Linked DNA regions of Ovis aries: regions 2 and 3 are each linked to region 1. The links are chromatin contacts, called in public Hi-C maps. All regions are on one chromosome and are shown on one strand. Each heading gives the region's core, a stretch centred on a gene start, on an enhancer-like site or on the middle of the called end of the contact. The rest is flanking DNA. Distances are from core to core; before and after follow the strand shown. Region 1 has its middle 170 kb from the start of TCF4. Region 2 overlaps TCF4 (transcription factor 4). Region 3 overlaps TCF4 (transcription factor 4).

The links. Hi-C and Micro-C count contacts between places; a contact is called where the count stands out from the background.
Region 2: a contact with region 1 is called in a Hi-C map of hypothalamus, with 8 times the contacts expected there. The contact joins two enhancer-like sites. A contact is called at or near these places in 3 of 16 Hi-C or Micro-C datasets (hypothalamus, muscle and tail adipose tissue).
Region 3: a Hi-C map of hypothalamus shows a contact between it and region 1, with 8 times the contacts expected there. The contact joins two enhancer-like sites. A contact is called at or near these places in 10 of 16 Hi-C or Micro-C datasets (blood, hypothalamus, mesenteric adipose tissue and 5 more).

Annotation. Positions count from the first base shown.
Region 1 is chr23:55,496,141-55,499,896 of ARS-UI_Ramb_v3.0, reverse strand. No RefSeq gene overlaps it. Among named protein-coding and RNA genes, the nearest start is that of TCF4, 170 kb to the right of the region's middle. Within about 2 kb of position 2,161, at least 12 of the 54 cell types and tissues checked have an H3K27ac peak or open chromatin away from gene starts, as enhancers often do. A contact at or near this core is called in hypothalamus, where this site is marked.
Region 2 is chr23:55,072,877-55,076,632 of ARS-UI_Ramb_v3.0, reverse strand. All of the region lies in intron 7 of TCF4 (transcription factor 4), which reads left to right. Among named protein-coding and RNA genes, the nearest start is that of TCF4, 250 kb to the left of the region's middle. Within about 2 kb of position 2,077, at least 7 of the 54 cell types and tissues checked have an H3K27ac peak or open chromatin away from gene starts, as enhancers often do. A contact at or near this core is called in hypothalamus, where this site is marked.
Region 3 is chr23:55,137,490-55,141,245 of ARS-UI_Ramb_v3.0, reverse strand. The region is part of intron 4 of TCF4 (transcription factor 4); the gene reads left to right. Among named protein-coding and RNA genes, the nearest start is that of TCF4, 190 kb to the left of the region's middle. Within about 2 kb of position 1,630, at least 8 of the 54 cell types and tissues checked have an H3K27ac peak or open chromatin away from gene starts, as enhancers often do. A contact at or near this core is called in hypothalamus, where this site is marked.

The sequences.
Region 1 (3,756 bases), core at 912-3,411:
GGATCTTCCCAACCCAGGTCTCCCGCATGGCAGGAGAATTCTTTACCATCTGAGCCACCAGGGAAGCCCTACACTCCCCATAGTGTGGACCAAATGCAGGACTAACTAAATACACGTTGACAAATTGTTGAAGGCCGCTGTGATGAATTTATCCAGTAGACTGCACGGGATTGCCTCCACCGCCTTTACTGGAACCAGGGCCCTCAGAGGTCCCTGACTGCAGGTGCTTAAAAAGTACTTAAACATACAGGACATTACTGGGATCGGAGACGTGGTCTAGAATTGAAGGACTTATTGATCAAGATGGTTTGCACCAGAGCCCCATGATATCTTTGTGATATCTTCTTGCACACACACACAAAAATTAGCGTGTGAAAATTATTCATCCAGAAAGAGAACAAGCCTGGACAAAAAAGTAATCCAATTTGATTCCAAGAGCAATCCCATCCACAGGGCAGCTGCCAAATTCCCACTTCAAGTTGTGCTTTGTCAACCTGTTCTCTGACATGGCATGGATTCCTCTTCCAACTCTTGACAGAAATGACATTATCTAACAAAGGCAGGTCTACACGGACAGTGTGACATAAAGGATCCGAGAGAATCCAAGCCTGGAGACCTTGATCTGAAATGTTCCGCAGGTGAGCGGGGAAGCGGGGCCACTTGAAATAACCCAGATCATTGACTTTTCCTTCCGCTTGTGTAGACGGGTGCTCCTGACAATTCTTTTCAATTCGCCTGAATACAGACGAGCACCAGGGGGAGCTCACACATCTTCCTTCTTTTCCTCCCCCTCTCACAGAAGGTCGCCCTGGCGTCCTAGGGAAAGGGTGGGTCGGAACAACATACACGAAATAATCCAGTCACGCACACACACAGGTGATTTATCCTGTAAAAAATAGTCTAGATTCTTTCGGAGGGCTCTGCAGTACATGCCTCATATTGGCTCACCTAAAGTCAGCGTTCAGTCGTCTCAGCTGCCTTTGAGAGGTAGCCTCTTAAAAACTCTCCAATCAGAAAAACATCCCTAAACTGCTCCTATGTCTCCCTTAAAAGAGAAAGAAAGAGGCAAAGAAGGTGGGGGAGGCCTAGAGAAAGAGAGAGATTCTCTTCCTTGCAATCTGAAATGACTTTTTTTTTTTTTTTAAGAACACTTCAATTTTAATCACAGTGGAGGGTAATGGAAGGGATTTGGGCCTTTGGTTTTCCACTTTGATCAAAGGGATTGATTTTTTTTTTTTTTTTTTTTTTTTTTTGTATTTTAAAGATGAGAACTAGTTGCCTTTCTCTCCCCCCTCTCTCTCTTTCTCAGTCTCCCTCCCTCCAGGACTGAAAACGTGAAAGGAAGAACAACTCAAAATACGCAATTAACTATTCTATTATCAGTTTGAGCAGAGAAAACCCATGGCACAAAGGATCTTACAGGACTAACCTGTAGTCCTTGCCGGACAGACCCGTCATCTCAGGTCTGACACCCTGATTCTGTGTTCCTGACACTGAGTGTGGAGAGCCCTAGTTGCCCCAGCTGGTGAGAGGGAGAGAGAAAGACGCCCTGCTTCTTTACTCACCGCTTAAAAGAAAATGATATATTTCTAATCCTACGTTTCAAATCTACAGATCACAAAATCATTAGCGATCCCTGCAAGATCCTTCACGAGGTCATCTCACCAACCCTCTACTGGAAGGCAGGTGAGATAAAAATGGTTTACATTTTACTTTATAGATGAAGTATAGTTGAGATTCAGAGAGGAAAATGAAGAGCGGTGGAATGATTTTTGTCAGTAAATTAAAAACCCACTCAGCACCCCCCTGTAAAACTGTAAGTAACATGTTTTTGTTTTTTTAACATGCCAGGTCCAAACTTTGTACTATCCACAACCTTAAAGAGGAAAGAAAAGAAGGAATCACGGGAATGCAGAAAAGTTACAAACGGAGGCAGCTAACACCTGGGGGAAACGCTGCGGTTGATCAAAGATCCTATCAAATTGGAGAGTCTCGCGGGTGGGAGGCGGCGGAACCGCGCGGAAAGCGCGGGACCAGCGGAGGAGCCGGCGCCTGCTGGGTGCCCCCCGAGTTGCGCCGCAGCGCGATCGGCGGACAAGGCCGGGCCAGGCAGCCGCATGAAGCGCCCGGGCGGAGGAACCGCGGGGCGAGGCCGGCGGCGGGAACCGGGCGGGGCGGCCGGCGGCCGCGAGGAGCACGCTCCGAGCTCGACTTACGCTAAGACCGCGTGGCGCTCGGCCGGCGCCCCGGGAGCGCGCGGGGCGCACGGGAGGGACGCACCCGCCGCGGCTCGCAGGGCTGCGGGCACCGTCGGCCCGGCGGGGTCAGGGGCGCCCGCCCCCGCGCCCACCGCGAGCCCCACGGCCGGCGGAACCCGCCGGCCCCCGCCGCCGAGCCGGTGCAGACCGCGCGGGGAGATGGCGCAGACGCAGCCCGCGGAGGGAGGCTCGGGCCGCGAGGTGCCAATCCGAGGCTCTCCGTCGGTTTGGACGGAGGGCTGGCGACAGAGGGGCCGGGGCTTTAATCGCGACAGTCGCCCCGGGTGTCGTTGACTTTTTTTTTTTTTTTTCTGTCCACCAGGGTCGAAACACCCGAGGTTTAACTGCCTGCGACTCACGTGTCGGTGCGGCAGCTTCCCTGCGACTTCAGGGGCGGGAGGCCGAGCACCTGTGCGCCGCGCCTCTTGCGGGGACAGCTGCGCGCATCCTTGGAGCCCGCCGACCGCACCATCTGACCTGCCCGCAACGAAATCCGAGCCTCGGAATTCGAACGGCCCCGCGCACCTCCCTTCTCAGATAAATCTCCTAGGAGAGGATCGTTCCTCTCCACTCAGAGATTATTTAGGGAGATGTCCTAGGCGGGATAGGTAGACATATGAGAGCCCAAGGAAGATATGTGAAACGTTAAATTGTAGACACTTAAGCACCAACTGTCTGGAGCCCTGAAGGAAAGGGAGAAAGAAGAAGAAGAAAAAAAAAAAGATGATCCATCATCAGAAACTTCCAGAGCCCCTGGGACTTTCTAAATCAGTGGATGTACTAACCAGGGAGTGTGGGAAGATTTCTGAACACAATTCATATTCCTTAAGCGCGGGAAGTGGGAGTTCCATCTCTCTTCCAGCTGTAAAATCTTAGGTTCCTAATTCCTTGGTTTTGACCACCAGGAAGAGATTCCTTATCATCAAGTCAGCAAAAGCATTTCCATTAAATATTACTGGGTGGGAAATATTTCGTCCCCCCGGCTCACTGTATCATAACCACCATAAATATTTCTGTGACCCACGGTGTTTGATACTGGCCAGGCTTTCAGCGGAGCTGGGGCCAGGTGTTAAACAGCCCCACAGCACCTTGCCCTTGTGCAGAGAAGGGATTCCTACAGCTGCTGCTGACGCAGGATGGCTAGGAAGTTGGTTAGGAAAAGCATCTTTTTCTTTTTTTTTTCCTTTAAAGCTACCCTCTTGCCAAACATTCTTTCTTTGGCCACCAAAGGAAGATCATTTAATTGATAACTTTGAGGGCCTCCTTTCTCTGCCACTCTGGGTTTTTTGGTTGTCGTTGCTTGGTAGGGAGGGTTTTGGGGGAGAGAAAGAGGGGCTAAAGTGAAAAGGGAGCTGGAAAAGAGATTTGTGTCTGGCTTTATCCAAACCCTTAGGTCTTGTATTTAACGTGATGTGGAATGGAGAGGTTGCAATAAGTACATGATTGGGAAAGAAGGTCTCTTGGAAGAGAATTAAGGGATAGGAATTTAGTTATGCTG
Region 2 (3,756 bases), core at 828-3,327, 420 kb after region 1:
TGAGTGACAATACAACTTTTGCTAAAATAAAATTTATGTTGATTTTAAAGTGAACTAAGTGTCAGCCACCTGGGCTCCATCCTGTTTAGAAAAGTCTAGAAGAAGACAATTGTGTGATAAGATATAAAAGGAGGGGGGGCTTCTTCAAAGTTCATTCCTAGAGAAGCAGATACTTTGTGAAAAAGTTTAACTGTAGGTGTTTACATTAAAATATTAGACAGCTCACAATAGTTAAAAAGTACCCATTTCCAATTAATGATATTGATGTCTGAGGTGTGGTTATTTAAATTATGCTTGTTATGAAAATGTATAAGCAGAAATAAGGTGAAGGATAATGCAAGTAAATCATTCCAAACAGGACAAAAGTATTTTTCACAGAATTCACACAGAATATGTAACATGACATTGGGAAGCACCTTGAAAGTCGCAAAAATACTCATCACAAAAGAAGTATTTATTTGTTTTCTTTGAAAACCAGTTTTCTCCTTTTCCCTGCAGTTATAGGTTATAGAAGTTAGGCTTTCTTTGAATTGCTGGTTGTGAAACAAACATAGGAGAATCTCTATATTTAACTTTACATTGAGGGTTCTTATTCCATGGAAAGTACTTTTGAATGCTATAAAATTCATCCAAATAAACAACATCTATCCCATAAGGCATTTCAGTGTCTCAGGAGATTGCTCAAAGATTTATGTATTTTTGTTTGGAATTTCAGAATCTTAAGGATTCTCATCCACTGCCCTCCTTGTCTTGAAATCCAATTCTGCTCCTTTTAAATTCGCCTTTTTAAAGGTGTCTTCTGATGTGTGTGTATCTTAAATATAAAGTGAGAAGAAATGTAAGGGAGAAGAAAAACTTCAGTTAACTATGGGTGAAAGGTTTATGTATTTTTGATCTCTGTTCGGATTATCCTTACAGATGATAAGGATGTGTGCTTGAAAGACTCACAAGACAGCCATCAGCTCTCTCCACCATGGAGCTGCCTTGTCAGCCAGCTTTATCTGATTATCCCACTAAGCAAGCTCTTCCGAGGTGGTACCTGTGATGTGCCTCCCCTCCCACCGTCATCTATTTTTCTTTTTTAACCAGGTTTTCAGTATTTCACCCCCTTAGATTTCTGTCGAAATTTCACTGGAACAATAGCATTCAGTGTAGAGCTGGACTCATTTGTTGAGAAAAGAGAAACACATTTCAGGCAACTGTTATTTCCAACCTTACATTATCACCTTCATTGAAGAGTATACTTTGCAGTGAAGTCTTGGGCTTCCTCTGAATGGTTTAATTATTAAGAAGGTAAGAAACGACTGTAAGGCTGCTGGAGAGCCTAGAGAGAGAATTATGACAGGCTTGCGTGTGTTCGGAAATTATAGAAATTTGTTCTGCACAATCTGGCTCAAGTACCTTTATTTTATGTTTGTGGAATAATAGAGATGCTTGGCTTAGTATTCGGTTGAGCATCATCTTTTAAACTTGTAATATTTTCTCGACTGAAACATTTGTTGATTTTCTAACATTGAGGAGTTTTCTCTTTCTGCACCTTCCCCCCGCCCACCACCACCAATTACTGACAACTCTGCCTTTTCAAGGTGTGTCTTCTTGTCTTCAAGCAATTCTAAATTTTTTGTTTGAAAGTTGTGAATGAAAGTCAGATCGAATTTGGAGGATTTTAAGTAAGATGCTCGTAGAACAAATACGTAGCAACAATCCTAAAAGGTATAAAGAATCTCTTCAAACACAGTGAAGTTTTATTTTCTTAAGGCAGGTTAGATTGTGTCAGGCTGTTGACAGACACTTGCTGTGTTGTTTTATTTTTTTCACAAGTTGCACTGAATTCTTAACACTGAACATAAAGTTGCGTTTCAAAGCAATAGCCTGAGATTCTTAGCCTTGGTCTTCACTGTCCCAGGGTGTTGTCTGTGAACACAAACATGTTCATTTTCAAAGGAATGAGAGCTTTTCTTAAAATTCGGTGCAGAGTTTGTAATTGTAATACTCCATTATTTTATCTCAGAACAGCAGCCTGTGAGTGATTCTGGGTGTTTCGGGTGTTTGGCTGCCGCTGTTGTGTAGGTGCAGAGCTGTTGGAGTTTCTGCTTTTCTAGAGCCTATACTCCCTCTTCAGAGAAATGCAGGTAGTGCAGAAGAGTCTGCAGTTTGGAAAATTTCAGGGTTGGAAATAAGGGTGATTTTAAGTTTCAGGGAGAAATATCTATTTGAATTCCAAGAGAATGTGCAAATGGGATTTTGAAAAGAATCTTTTAAGAATTCCTTTTCCGTGCTTCAGAGACACCCACTATTGTCTTCCGAGTCTAATTTTGTCGTCGGAGGAATTAATCATAAACACCCTGCTAGGGTTGAAACTTGATCCATAAGCGTTTACTTCTGGAGTAATCAGAGGAGGGTCTGTGCGTGGATTACGTTTCCCTACATTTATTTTGAATGCTCAGTGTCACAGAAGAATGGGGACGTTGTATTGAGCAGCTCCCTTCATGGCCAGGTATAAAGGGAAAATTTTGGTGTTTTCCTCTATCAGTTGTATTTTTCAGCCCTGGTGATGAAAGAGCATGGACTCACGTTAGAAAGACTTAGGTTTTGTCAGAAAAACGACTCTTGTGGTACCTGCCTTCCACACACATACAAGACCCGTCACTGTCTCCACTGCTGTTCCCATCCAGGGATTTTAGAATAATGCTATTTTGGAACAATTATTTAGATATCATCTGAGACAGAGTTCCTAACTGTCTCCAGCAGCTTCCTCCCTCCCAGCCCATATCATTCTAAATATGCCTCCTGGATTATACTTATAATAATATTGTAATGGCTTTCATTCTACCGATTGGCACAGTATATCATTATATCATTAGCTGCTATGAGAAGGCAGTTTCAAGTAGGTGGCTGATTCTTGGCGGTAATGTTTTGGAGTAACCCTGTTTGGGGAATACGGCTGTTTCACAGGTGCTCAGGTGTATAAGCCCAGGGTACAATAATATTTTCTGGCTTGCTCATTATGAAAAGAACTTGAAGTGCAAAATAATTCAATAATAAGTGGAGTATAAAAATTGGGCTTTATGATAGGAAAGTGTAATAGCTTGAGATGTTAGCAGAGGAGATAAAAATAAAATTTGTTTAAGGATGCAACATACTTAACTTGCGTGTCATTTCTCCTGAAGCTGAGAGTTTAAAAGAATATTCATGGCCTGGGGATGGAGACTTGTTGAATCAGTTTGAATGTTTTCAACCTTGAAGCTAAATAGGAAATAAACCTATTTCTGTAACTGTTACACTGTTTGAAAGTATTGTTGTATAATAAAAAGATAACACATTCTGCCACTTATGTTTTAATAGTAAGGCCTGTGCCTTGTGAGTGAAATTTCAGTGGCAGAACCTAGGCAGTCCTCATAGAGTTCCTTTATGTGAATTTTTAAGTGTATGAGATGTTGTCACATATAATCTGTAGCTTAGTCGCTAGTGCTGGGCGAAAGAGAACAGAATCATATTTATTATGGACAGATATAGTTGGAATTAGAAAATTCAAACCCCAGTAAGTATTTTAGAAACACTGCCATTTTGTTTCCCCTTTAATAAATTACATCAGCAATCTAGCTGTTAAGTGGAACCCTATAATAAACTGGGAGTACCCAGGTGGGAGGGGAAAAGTCATTTTTAGACGTTTTCATCCATTCATCCGTTCCTTCATTCCCTTCTTTCTTCGTTTATACTTATTGAAAGCATTTCCCCAGCTAAGCTAAAAGCCAG
Region 3 (3,756 bases), core at 381-2,880, 360 kb after region 1:
GTAGGCATGGGAAAGATGAGAGAACTGTAAATTATAAATAACCTCATGTATATTTTTGGAACCACTCTTCCGATTATTGTTTAATGAAATACTCTTTTCAGTATGCCTCCCACCCCCAGATGATAGGGTAACCAAGGATGGCCTGAGGGCAGGGACAGAGATTTAATCCAACTCAAACAGGGTTGTGATGAGCTCCTTAGTCTGGTGACAGAGAACAAAGGGCTGGTTCTTCAGTTCCCAGAATGAGGATTAGCAATGGAATAACCTTGCTGGGTATTGTCCTACAACATCAGGTCACTTTTTTTTGTTTTTGTTTTTTTAAATCAAGGCTTTTCACAGGAGGATGTTTTCCAGTGTATAGGGCATCTTGTTTGGTTGTTGGTGAAATACTTACCATTTATATGTAATATTAAAAGTGGCCTTGTACGAATGAAAAGCTAGAAACCCAAACACAACCTATTGTTATCCTATGGGTCAACCACCCGTGGGCTCATCTGTGTCTCGGCTTATCTCCAAAAATCATATTATGGATAAGTTGTTCTTGCCTGTCTCTCACTCCCTCCAAATGGATTAGAACTGTTTAGGTGTAGCAATCTGCCAGCGGGGATACTTCTTAGATGTGTCCTTGTGAATTAATGAATTTATGATACCAGTTTTTTCCTTCATGTAACACTTTCATTCTCAGTCATTTCCTATGGCATTCCCTTGCAATGGGATACCATGAATAGATTGTAAGGCAAATTAGGAGTCAAATGGAAAATTATGTAAGAATATAAAAGTATTAGATTTTGAATTATAGATATTTGTTCATCATAACTCCCCCCCACCCCCACATTAAATTTTTTTCTTTATCCTTCATGAGGCAGCAAGATAAAGAACAGTTGAATAAATCAGCAAAAGGATTGGTCTTTAAAAATAAATGGGAACAGCTTATATTTTCTGCATAGCTTTGAGTTTTTCAAGGGCAACAGAAAAAGCAAGTGACTCCTTTATTGATTGCCCATTGGTGTCATTTTTAATAATCAAATTTAAATATAGGTTTTTAACAGCTGATGGGTTCAATTTGGACAAAACACGTGTTGACTTTCCGGATTGTTTGCTCACTGTAGATGCCGACTTGTTCTAGAGAAGGGGCTGCGAGTTGAGCTCCTTTGTCTTTAGAAGGATTGATTGACGGATGTTGGGTCTGCTCATTTACAGCGTTTTTCTTGCTTAATTTAAAAAATTGTGACATAGCATTACATGTTCCTTGTATACATCATTTTTGCAGAAGAAAGTTGTTTAGCCAATATGTCGACTTCGTTTATGAAATCCTCTCTTGTAGCTTTCATTCAGCCTTCAGTGTAGCCTATTAGGTCATATTATTTGTTTCATGCACGGCAAATCGTCACCAGCAGCAAAATTTAACATTTGGTCCTTTTAGGTATAAAAATGAATCAAATGCTTGACAAGATTTGTTTCTGGTGTATATTTCAGAGTCCCCCCCGACCACCCCCTTGGTGGGCAGACGACAAATGTTACTAACGGGTACTTTTAGTTTTTAAAATATGGACAACAGTACTCCATGCAGTAAAAGACTTGAGCGATTAATGCTGCCCTTATGCCTCTTTTGAGTACTTTTAGCCATGGGGCTTGGCACTGCCACCCTTGTCTTGGTGCCAAAAAATATCCGCAGCGGCTGTCGCATTCTAGTACTGGAGGGTTGTCTCGAAAATTCCGCAGTGAACGCGCCGGGTTTGTTCATCACTGCTATCTCTTTTAAATATTGGAAAAATAGAATCTTGAGCTCTTTCAAAGCTCCGTTGTGATCGTGGGGATGAGGGGGGAGGTCGGTGGCGAAGAATGGAGGAAAGAAGCTGTCCGCGCCAGCCACTGGGTATAAGTGACAAAAATCCATGGCTGGCATAGAGTAAACACACATATTTAGGAGCTTTTGTGGTCACGAGCACAGATAGTTACTTAAGGATCCTACTCAAACATGTTATCAGTGTTCTTGAGAATTTTATTATCTGAAACAAATGTTCCTGAGCATTTTAAGCAGAAGACTGACATCAAGATCATAGCTAATTTTTAGTGGACAGTTTATACAAAAGATGTGTATATTTTTTTCTCCCTGGAAGTGAGGTGCCATTGTAAAATGGCTGCTTTTTGTCATTAGGAAATTAGTAGAGTAGATAAGATAGGCTTGAGAAGGTACTTGGGTTTACCCACAGTCCATGTCCCTGATTGTTTTGCTCCCAAACAGGGATTTGAGCTCTAAGGACAGATTTATAGTTGATTTTGGGAACAAAAAGATGTAATAAAGGTTTACACTGTCAGAATGACATGTGTTTGCTCAGGATCTCTGGAGCGATCTATTTGATGGTAAAAGTGGATGTCACAGATGAAATCTTTACAAGGAATATAATCCTAAAAAAAGGGGGGGGAAAGAAGTGCACCTCCCAGCCTCCTGCTGGCTGCGCTGCCTCTTCGGTACCTCACAGACTTCGACAGGGTCCTGGACGGGTGCCCACTGATGTCATGGAAACACTCGAATTACTGAGAATGATTCATGTCTATGCTGGTCTCTTGTCCTCCCCCACACAGACAGGAGTAGATTTTTAACCCTGACAACTTGTAATTTGCAGTGGGTTTATTTTTGTATCTGGATAAATATTTTTTAACAAGCAAAATTAAGATTAAGCAGTCTGTATCTGATATGATAGTAAAGAATGTTGGGTCCGTGTAGCCAAGAGCACTTTGGGGACTCTGCGCCGCCTGCATCCCTGCTCGGCTCTTCCCCTCCTCTGCTCTCTGCCCACCCCTGTGCTTTCCAGTCCGCTCTCCTCCCTTCATTTTCCTCTTTTCCTCTCTCTTCTCTCCCCTGTTTATTTATTCACATTCTCTTTCTCTCTCACATCCCTACTATTTGCATGGACCCCCTCTCTACCTTTAAAAGAATGAAAGAAATGGACCTAACTTTATATATGTGTGTGTATGTGTGTGTGTGTGTGTGTGTGTATGTATATATATATATATATATATATATATATATATATGTATGTATATATATATATATGAATTGAGACAAGTTCTGGTAGGCAAATTCATCTCTCCAGGTCTATATGCAGGAGTCAGGTTGGGAAATAATGCCAGGTGGTGAAATTCTGTAGGAGATAGCTTCAGTAACTCCTTCTAGAGAAAGAAATAGATCGCCTTTTTTCCTTCCCATTTCTGGAAGTCACCAGAACAGGACACTAGATACTCAGTTTCCTCGGAAGTCAGAGTAAATTCTTCCTTATCTGTGTCTCTTTCTGTCTCTCTGCTTGTCTGCATGTCTACCTACCTCTCTACTTGTCTTTCTAGTTGCTAAACAAGTGGATATTGTGTCAATGTCCTGGCTGTATTAAAGCTTTGTAGATGTGAGAGCTTAAGGAAGGACAGACATCATTTGATAACTCATAAAGATCGAGTTGGTATTTTTTCTGTTAGTAATATGTATAAAGAGAAGTTAAACACTATAAGGAGCTTCCATCTGACACAGAAGAATAAATGGGTCTTTATGACCATTTATACTTCTAAAACGGGCAAATGAATCTCTTCTTCAATGTAAAATCCTCATACAGTGAAAGTTATTCTCTTAGACCTCCCAGGATTGAATATGTGAGTTGGTGTCCTGTTTCATTGGACTGAAACTGATATGGTCATTGATTTTCTGCTTTGTTACTGAATACCGTGCCAGAAGTTGGGTGGCAGGAGTGTGTCCCCAAGTTTGAG